2 separate regions of the Mus musculus genome follow, and region 2 is linked to region 1. The links are chromatin contacts, called in public HiChIP or PLAC-seq maps. All regions are on one chromosome and are shown on one strand. Each heading gives the region's core, a stretch centred on a gene start, on an enhancer-like site or on the middle of the called end of the contact. The rest is flanking DNA. Distances are from core to core; before and after follow the strand shown. Region 1 overlaps Col12a1 (collagen, type XII, alpha 1). Region 2 holds the start of Col12a1 (collagen, type XII, alpha 1).

What was found. HiChIP or PLAC-seq counts read pairs in DNA pulled down with a chosen protein or histone mark.
Region 2: a contact with region 1 is called in an H3K27ac HiChIP or PLAC-seq map of embryonic fibroblasts, with 18 read pairs. The contact joins the promoter of Col12a1 here to the enhancer-like site in region 1. A contact is called at or near these places in 8 of 484 Hi-C or Micro-C datasets (the HL-1 cell line, adipose-derived mesenchymal stem cells, cranial neural crest and 3 more) and 2 of 115 datasets of contacts at active chromatin or transcription factors (embryonic fibroblasts and extraembryonic endoderm stem cells).

What each region holds. Positions count from the first base shown.
Region 1 is chr9:79,645,843-79,650,249 of GRCm38.p6, forward strand. It overlaps Col12a1 (collagen, type XII, alpha 1), which reads right to left. Exons shown (of 66, transcript NM_001290308.1): 35 at 4,060-4,202; 36 at 2,819-2,948; 37 at 1,737-1,879. Among named protein-coding and RNA genes, the nearest start is that of Col12a1, 71 kb to the right of the region's middle. Within about 2 kb of position 2,984, at least 23 of the 459 cell types and tissues checked have an H3K27ac peak or open chromatin away from gene starts, as enhancers often do. A contact at or near this core is called in the HL-1 cell line and embryonic fibroblasts, where this site is marked.
Region 2 is chr9:79,716,964-79,721,194 of GRCm38.p6, forward strand. It overlaps Col12a1 (collagen, type XII, alpha 1), which reads right to left and starts at 1,759. Exons shown (of 66, transcript NM_001290308.1): 1 at 1,456-1,759.

The sequences.
Region 1 (4,407 bases), core at 1,734-4,233:
TCAGAAGCCCATGCGGTTTTCATATGGCTCCATAATTAAAAACAGATTCTTCATACGTTTGTTTCAAAATGCTCAAGGAAAGGCATATTATCTAGCCTGCCTCTACATAGCTTGGAAGAATAGCTGAAGGCCTAACAGATATTGGCTGAAATCCCAGATCAGCCACTATGCAGTCATATGACTGAGCATCTCTGGAGGAAAGTACAAGCTCTGAAGACAGTAACACAAACAACACTCCGAAAGTATCACTGAGCCACTGTGTCTGAGGATGTCACCATAACACATCACATCCCCAGGTAAAGGACATGCTATGGACCCAGGTGTCCCTTAGTCAGCAAAAATTGACAGGTTTCCACCCTTAAGAATATTAGTTTAGTTGATACTAATTAAGTGTTCTTTGAAAAAGAGGAAATGGAAAATGTATTAAACTCCCTTTTCCAAGATGAATGATCCATGCAGTTTTCAACCTCCCTTGTCTTGTACAAACACTGTGGCTAAGCCTCCTGGCCTGGACTCCCATAACTACAAACACTGAACTGCTAAAAGAAATTATGTTTTCAATATTTTCAGAAAGCATAGGAACATTTTTTCCCCAGCATGGAAGAAAAAAATACTAAGCATGAGTAGTTGAAATTGTTTATCTTGTTTTGCTTCTTAAAAAGTCTAATTGACAATTACCTGTTTCTTCTTAATAAAACAGAACTTCAATTCAAGATTGTTGTGCCAAAATCAAGAGAGTGAATAGTTCTTCACATGCAAAAGGCATGTGGAAGGAGAAAGGTTCTAAGAGGATACTGCTAGCAACAAGGCTGCAAACCACAAGTCTAACGACTTTACAGTCACCATTTGAGCTAATCTTGGAGCTTTTCACAGAAATCAATCAGTAAATATCAGTGACTGTGGTTTCCCAACTATAAGGAAATTCCAAGAAGCGTGAGGGGTTAACTTGAGTGCTTGACAAGTATACACACAAGACCCTGGTTAGTCCCCAGTCCCACAAAAAGGAAGAAGGAATAGAAGAAAGGGAGAAGGGATTGGGGAAGGGGGTATTGGGGAATTGAGGGGAGAGAGAGATGAAGAACTTGAACCCGTGTCCAGGGGGACACAATATTTATACTGCCAAGAGTTTGAAGAGATTCTCAATGTAAGTCAATGGCAGAGAGATTGTTTCTCATACCCCAAGTCCTGAGTTTAATTCTTAGTGAAAGAATCAAAGAAAGAAGAAGGAGGGATAGAGAAGGGAGGGAGAAATAGAACCTAGAACCAACTAACAGGAGGTTTGTACATTCTAAACCAAAAGACTACAGAAAACAGATGTGAGTTTAGAGAAAGTGGACACTAGTACTAAGATACCAAGGGGAAACCATGCAGGGGAATTGGTCTAGAAGGGTAAGATTGGAATAGTCACATCATCTGGATATTAGTTTGGACACTAGTTATGGATTAATGTGTGGCATATTATAGTAGACCTTTTCATGGGAGTCAACAGTTAGAAATGTAGACTAGGACAGTTTTTCAGTCAGTCCTTACAATGGAAATGATCCCCAAATCACTGTTTCACCATGGAAGTTTCAAGCAGGAACTTTCCTGTTGTCCCTACATTAGAGAAAACTACATGAGACCTGTCACATAAGATCCAAGAGCTCAGGAGTAACCGTCTCAAAAAGAAGCTTAATCTCACCCTCCTACCAGGTGAAATGATTGTTTAAATGCCAATCAGTGGGTAGTATACATACATATTCATCAATTGGATCGCCGACAGTAGGAGAGTAGATGATCCTGTATTGCTGAACTGGCCCATCAGCATGGTCCCAGGCTACAGAGAGGCTGTTGGTCGTCTCCCCAAAGACCCGTATGTTCCTTGGTCCACTTCTTGGAACTAGATAAAATACAGTTGGTTTTGCTGCTTACCTGATAGCATTTTTCAGGCCAGCTTACAGGAGGTGCTTACTGGTGCTGAAGTCACCATTCATCATGCTTACTCCCTGTGACGCTGTACACTACCTTCTGTGGTTTTCATGGGACACCACACAGCATGACACGCTCCCTTTCAGAGATATGGTTATGTACTAAACTTTCAACAAGACAGAGCTAGGTTTGCACTGAAATATGCAGCCTGGGAAAGAAAGGGATTGTTTTAACCACTGTAACCATCTCCACTTGAAGTAGAGAGGCTAAGCCTTCACATTTCCAGTGCCTGTTTAGCGATAAAACACACTGCATTAAAAAAAGAAGGGGACAAAGAGGAAAGAACTCTTTTATTTAGACCCCAGATTTTAAGGTTTTACTCTTTTTATTTGTTCTCATTAGATTTTTTAATTTACATTTCAAATGTTATCCCCTTTCCTGGTTTCCCCTAAGAAAACTCCCTTTCCCATCCCTCCTCACACTGCTCACCAACCCACTCACTCCCTCTTCCCTGTTCTGGCATTCCCCTACACTGGGGCATAGAGCCTTCTCAGGACCAAGGGCCTCTCCTCCCATTGATGTCCAACAAGATCATCCTCTGCTATATATGTGGCTGGATCCATGGGTCCCTCCATGTGTACTCTTTGGTTGGTGGTTTAGACCCTGGGAGCTCTGGGGGTAGTGGTTGGTTCATATTGTTGTTAACATTCAAATGAAATTCATTCAGCACAAAAGATAGCTGTGGACACACAGCCTGAGCCTAGAATGTGAATGTGGGAAATCCCAAGAAGGATTACATGCAGACACTACCCTGTTCTGTACCAAGTCCTCGGAGTCCCTCACCTACCACCTACCACCCACCCCTCACTCAGTGACAAGAGATAAAGTGGAAATAGGATGCTTGGCTCACGTGTTCGGCCCTGGCTGGGGCTGGGATTCCCCTCTCCATCTGAGTAGAGAGCCACGATATTCACAGAGTAGGGTGTGTCAGGAATCAACCTCTCCAGATGCACCGTTCGGGTATTCCCTGGCACCACAATCTGAAGGGGAGAAAAATGTGCCAAATTCTGCTGACAGCTAATGCTTGCCAGGTCCTCGGTTAGTCAGCACAATAGTATTTATCGTAAAAGGCTGCGCCCAGGCATGTCAGGAGCCAAGTGCGCTTCTCTGCAAGATCTGCCTCTAGCTCATTATTAGACACAGTTATTCTCAGAAATCCCCCTTACACATTTGCTTCAATTTTCTCCCATTTACATTTCTCATAAAGACTCATAAATGGAATATGTACGTGTATTTGCTCAGAGTAGATTCTAAATGTCACATAAGCATGAGAGAAGGGATCCCATGCTAGTGGCAGAGATATTTGGTGTTAAGGCATTAATTTGGATTAGGGTAAAGTCATTAAGAAAGAAATTATGCCATACCATATAAAAGAACATTAAAATCAATGCTACTCCAGAATACATTCATTGCTTATCATTTTCTTATCTTTGCCCATCATTGCTTACTTTTGCAAAGACTTGTCAGTCCATAAAATTCTTTCCCTTTCAGCATTTTGATGCTATTATTATTCATACCAAGGAACTTCAGATTTGTACGGTATTGGCCTACTCACAAAACAGATCTGAGATTTATCAGGAAGCTAGCTGCAAGTCTCTGACCATACCACCCCAAACATGTCTGTTTGCACCTGACCTTAGATGGTAAACAGCCTGGTTAGCACTTGGATAAGATACTGAAGAGTACTAAAGAGACACTGTAGTTTGTAAGAGCTAATAAATAAATGTGTAATTAAAATATTTTCACAGCAAAGACTGTGTAGTTTCTCAATGTATCTACTATTGAAAGCTCTAGAAACAGTATGTCTCATAGCTAATTCACTTTTTCCCCAAGTTCTTTCCTAAGCAAACTTATAATTACTACATCTGTCATAACTCACAAACACAATCATTTAAATATTATGTACTAACATGTGGGTGGGTTATAAAAGCTCCTAAATGGTACTCAAACATGCAACCATAGTAATCAGGAAACCTAGTCTACATGAGAGGCAGTGACACCATTATTGTTCCCTAGCCAGCTGCTGTGGCAGAAGCCACAACAGAGTTGACAACATTCTTTTCTGAGCTCTAAGACAGCAAAATTACTTACAGATTCTGAGGGTCTTGTACCAGCAACAGGGGAGTACACAATGCGGTACTGCTGCACTGGCCCTGGGGCGGGGTCCCAGCGAACATCAAGGCTGTTGGGCGTAGGGTTATACACTTGGATGTTTCTTGCCAGTCCTCTCACCACTGAGGAAAGGAAAGCCAATGCCCATGTCTCATGTCTGTTTATACGTGTCAAGCTTTTCATCACTTTTTCACAAGTTACACTCTCTGTAATAGGATAAAATCCTATCCACTTTATACTTCTATCTACACACAAAAGTACATGAAAACTCTCCAAATGCAAATTCGACAAAGTTAGCCTTTGCCCAGTCAATGTTGTTTTCAATAA
Region 2 (4,231 bases), core at 509-3,008, 70 kb after region 1:
TCACGAAAAGTTAAAGAGTGGTAACCTACCCACAAAAATCGGTGTGCAGTATTTGGGGGGGGGGGGGGTGTTAAAAGGGTGAACAAAAAACTTGAGTTAGTCTAGTCTTAGTCTAGTGCGCCACCTATCGGCTTCCTGTCTCAGCATCAAGAATGAATCACTTCTCTTTGGGGTATCTGATGAATAACTCAGCCATCTCAGCCAGCCAAGAATTCCGTTCGTATACGTTTTAAAGAAAAACTTCTCTCTCCTTCTTAGCCAAAACATTTATCGGAGTGCTTAGCAACACTTCATTGAGCATTCTCAGACATAGATGTCTGAAAGCGGTAGCCCTTACGTGGCAGTAGGATTTCCCTCACTTCCCCTCATGAATGAAAATGAATCAACTGCCCGGAGTGGGGGCACTATGGGAACTGGTCTCTTTCGGACAACTTGCCCCTCCCCCACCCCTTGCTGGAAGGAGCCAACTTCTTAACTCTCTCAATTTAACTTTTTTTTTCAAACGCACACACAGGCACACAAATGTTTCGTGGGCCCATCTAGAGTCCAGGCGTCACCTACGTCTTCTATAAAGGCTACCTAGCCAAGGACGAGCTTAGACTTGTTTCTTCGCCCCCCTCCCCCAATCCTACCCCAGTATTCTTTAGAAGACCCTAACCTTGGAGCTGAGAGGAGGTGTATGCCAAAGATCTGAATTGGTCAGGGGATGGTGGCTGAGGAAGCCAGATGCAGGTCCCATTTGTCAACTGCTCTCAAATGCACTGACTCCACGCACTCTGATCTGTGCACTCAAAGACTGGAGGAGAACCCTCCTCAAAGGTCCCATTGACTGACCCTGGGTAAAACTTAATCCCAGTGCATTCAGGAGGAACCCAAAAAGGAAGTCTCAGAAGCTGCGAGAGCTGGCCTAACCCAGCAGCACTTTGAAAGCAGTGGAGGATGGAGCCAGGGCAGCTCCCCCGAGCATCTGGAGATGCCACTAGCGCCTAGTCTCCCCAAGCTGGAGCGCTTTCCACTGGCCCTCCATGGAATTCTTCGCGGAGCGTACAGTACTTCACTTCGTTTTCTGGCAATGCCTTGAGTCCCTGCTGCAAGCCTGGAGTCCCTGGCAAAGCCACCAGATTATAAAGAGCGACCTATGCAGCCCGTGCACTTCACTGAAAGCGACAGAGACTATAGAGGACATTGCCCTACAGATGGATACACTGAGTCCCACTTGGCACACAAGCAAGCCACCTTTCCTTCTCCCTCCAAAACTCCAAAGAAACCGCCAAACTCCTGTGCCACAGATCTATCTCGGGCACACTAATCAATCGCTTCCAAAGCCAAGCAGCCCCTGCTGGGCATTCTGCCAGCCCCGGGTTAAGGTGCAAGCAAGAAGCCACTTTCCCCAGTTATCTTTGGGAAAGGGCGCGAGGGGTGGGGGTTGGGGTGGGGAACAGAAGCCAGACTGACCTGAGCCGGAGGTGACAGAGGGAGCGGGCGTCCAGCAGCCTGCGCGTGGGACCCCCCGGGCCTGGGAGGGCGCTGCGCTCCGGGAGCACCTGGCGGCCGCCGGTGTGGAAAAGGCGATGGGAGCACCCAGCAGCAGCGCCTAGTGCGCAGAGTGAGCGGAGGCAGGGGGACTGAATGCAGCTGCGGGCGGACGCGTCTGCAGCGGCCGCCTTTGCCGACTGGGAAGAGACTCCGCGCCGCGGGCTACTTAATAGAGGGCTGTTCCCGGCTCTCAGTTTACTCGGTTACGAAACGCCTGAGAAGGTGGAAGGCTGCCACGGGTGATGTATGCTCCTCGGCGGTGAAGGAGGTCTACTTTTGGGAACGTGTGCATACTTCGAGCATTCCTTCGGCGTGAGGTGGCGATCGCCGTAGTAGCAATGCCCCTCCGGGGGCGGGGAGGAGGGAGGGAGAGAGGGGGACAGCCGCAGCCGGGTTCCCTGCCAAGGGAGGCCGCGGACTCCTCCGCTTGGGGCGGGCTAGGGGGCTCGGGTTTCCCTAACCCAACGAGTTTCTTTAATACGTTTATTTTTCTAAAATAAGAACAATGGAGAAGTGGGGAACGGATCTTCGTTTCAGAGCAGCGGGATGGGCATCCCCTTTGTCCCTCACCATTGCATCTCCGGCCGCCACCGTCCCCACGTCCACCTTCCTCCCCCTCTGTCCTGGGTGCACTTAAAACCGATTTACAGGCTTTCCATTAACTAACTGTCTGTGCACGCGGCGGGCCTCTGTCTTTCCCAGTCTCCAAGGCGCGACTTTGAAAACTCCGACAGCCGCCTGCCTGCTCCCGGCTCAGGGCTAGGATGGCTTTCCCAGGCCTGTCTGTCTAACCTAGTTTTTCAGGATAGAGATGGGAGGCTTCGATTCAGTCTGGAGGGAGGGAGAGGAAAGTTATTGGTACCTGGGGGCGGGGGCGGCGGGGGCATCCCAACGGGACACTTAAGAACAAGTTTTATTCTCCTTAGAAATTTCTTGTCAGTTTAAGAGTAAAATCTGGCCCACGTTGGGGCTTCAGGCAGCTCTTCCCTAAAAAATTCCTAGAGGTGAAAAGGACGGAGAGGAGCTCGCTCGGGGACGCTCGCACGCAGGCGCGAGCTACTGAGAAGGCCAACTAGGAGCCGGATACTCCGCCAGCACACGGGCTCTTTTCTGCAGCTCCCCGGTTCCCGGCACTCCACCCCTTGGACGCAGTGGGAGTCTGGCACTTGAAGTTGCCAAATTGTACAAGACGCATGGGATGAAGTGTCCAGTAGTCACACGTTGTTATCCGGAAAGGGCTCGAAGACGGATTCCTACACGCGTTTGTGAGCTCAGAACTCGCTCCGCGAATTTCCCGCCCCTTGAAGCCCAGAGACGTCGCCTCAGCAGGGTTGGGCTAGTGGGTACTGGAAACAGGACAGGGCTCTAGACCCTGGAGTAGACCGCCCCTTGGTAGCAGAAGTTGCGAGCACACCTGACTTAAGCCTTTCTTCCATGCTTGATCTTACCTCTGCAGATTTGACTTCCCTGCTCTAGGCACATTAGTGTTGGAATTGACCAAAACTCTGCACGCTTTTTCCCAGTTCCCTTGCGCCTTGCCCCACGCACGGGCGGCCTCTGGCCAGAGCTAACCAGAGCAAGAGAGGAGCCTGGAAGAAAAGAAACGAGAAAAATGAGAATGGCCACCACCTCTGCACATTCTTGGAGCACGCAGGGCCCACTCAAAGGCCGCTGAGCAACTTGCACAAAGCGCCCACACAATGCGCAGGCTTTTCCCTCATGTCTCCACAGTTCTGGTGTCTGCCTAGACCCTCCAGCCAGGGTGTGAACGCATCTGGAAGATGCAAACACCAATGTATGCGACACAGCTGATCTTTTACATCCCTGTGATGCTCAGAGCCACCCAGGAGCAGCGAGCCCCCTCTTCATGCCTGAAGGGAACTCAGCTTCCAAGCCTGCTCTTCAGCAGGACATGCACATGTAGGGAAAAGCGTCCAGTATGGTCCCCAGACACGTAAAGGAAGGTGGCAACAAGACAGACCAGGGCTATGGTTCCAGCACCCCACTGTGAAGGTGAAGGACTACACCAGCCATAGAAGGACACACACACACAAGCACAATGACACTCCCTATCTAGAAAGGGAGAGCTGGACAAGTGGAGAGTGTCTATCCCTGTCTTCCTCTTGCTCAGTCTGCAGCCTGAAGACCGATTGGAAAAGACTTCTGGACACAAACATCCTCTCCAGCCTAGAGCTGCGAGCGGCAGGCACCCAGGCAGGGGCTCCTTTTGCTCAAGTCCTTTTTAACGGGGAGGCTGGGGGAGGGGGGAAGATATGCTGCAAGAAAGGTGGGTGAGGCAAACCAACAGCTACAGAAGCCCTTATCGCCTTCTAAAAAACAATCCCTGGACAAGATTTAGTGGTTCTAGGTGGGAGGCGGGGGGGGGGGGGGCGACTTGCTGGTGAAGGAGACAGTCACAAATGTATCCAAGCACGCTTATTCGCAAGGGGCCATGGGGCAATTCAAATCCTCGCAGCCTAAAGTCTGAATTGTTTGGTCTCCTGGGCCCTGTAAGCTTGACTCCAGTAAGGGGACAAACATGTTAGAACCCCCCCTCCTACCTGGTGCCTGTCAAAGGTGCGTTTGTTTCTTAACTCCCCTTGGAATCTGTTAAGTTTGCAGTAAAGCGGTGGGTTTTTGCTGACTGAAGCACAGCTGGTTGTATTTATTGAGTCTAGTTGCTTCCTGTGGGTCT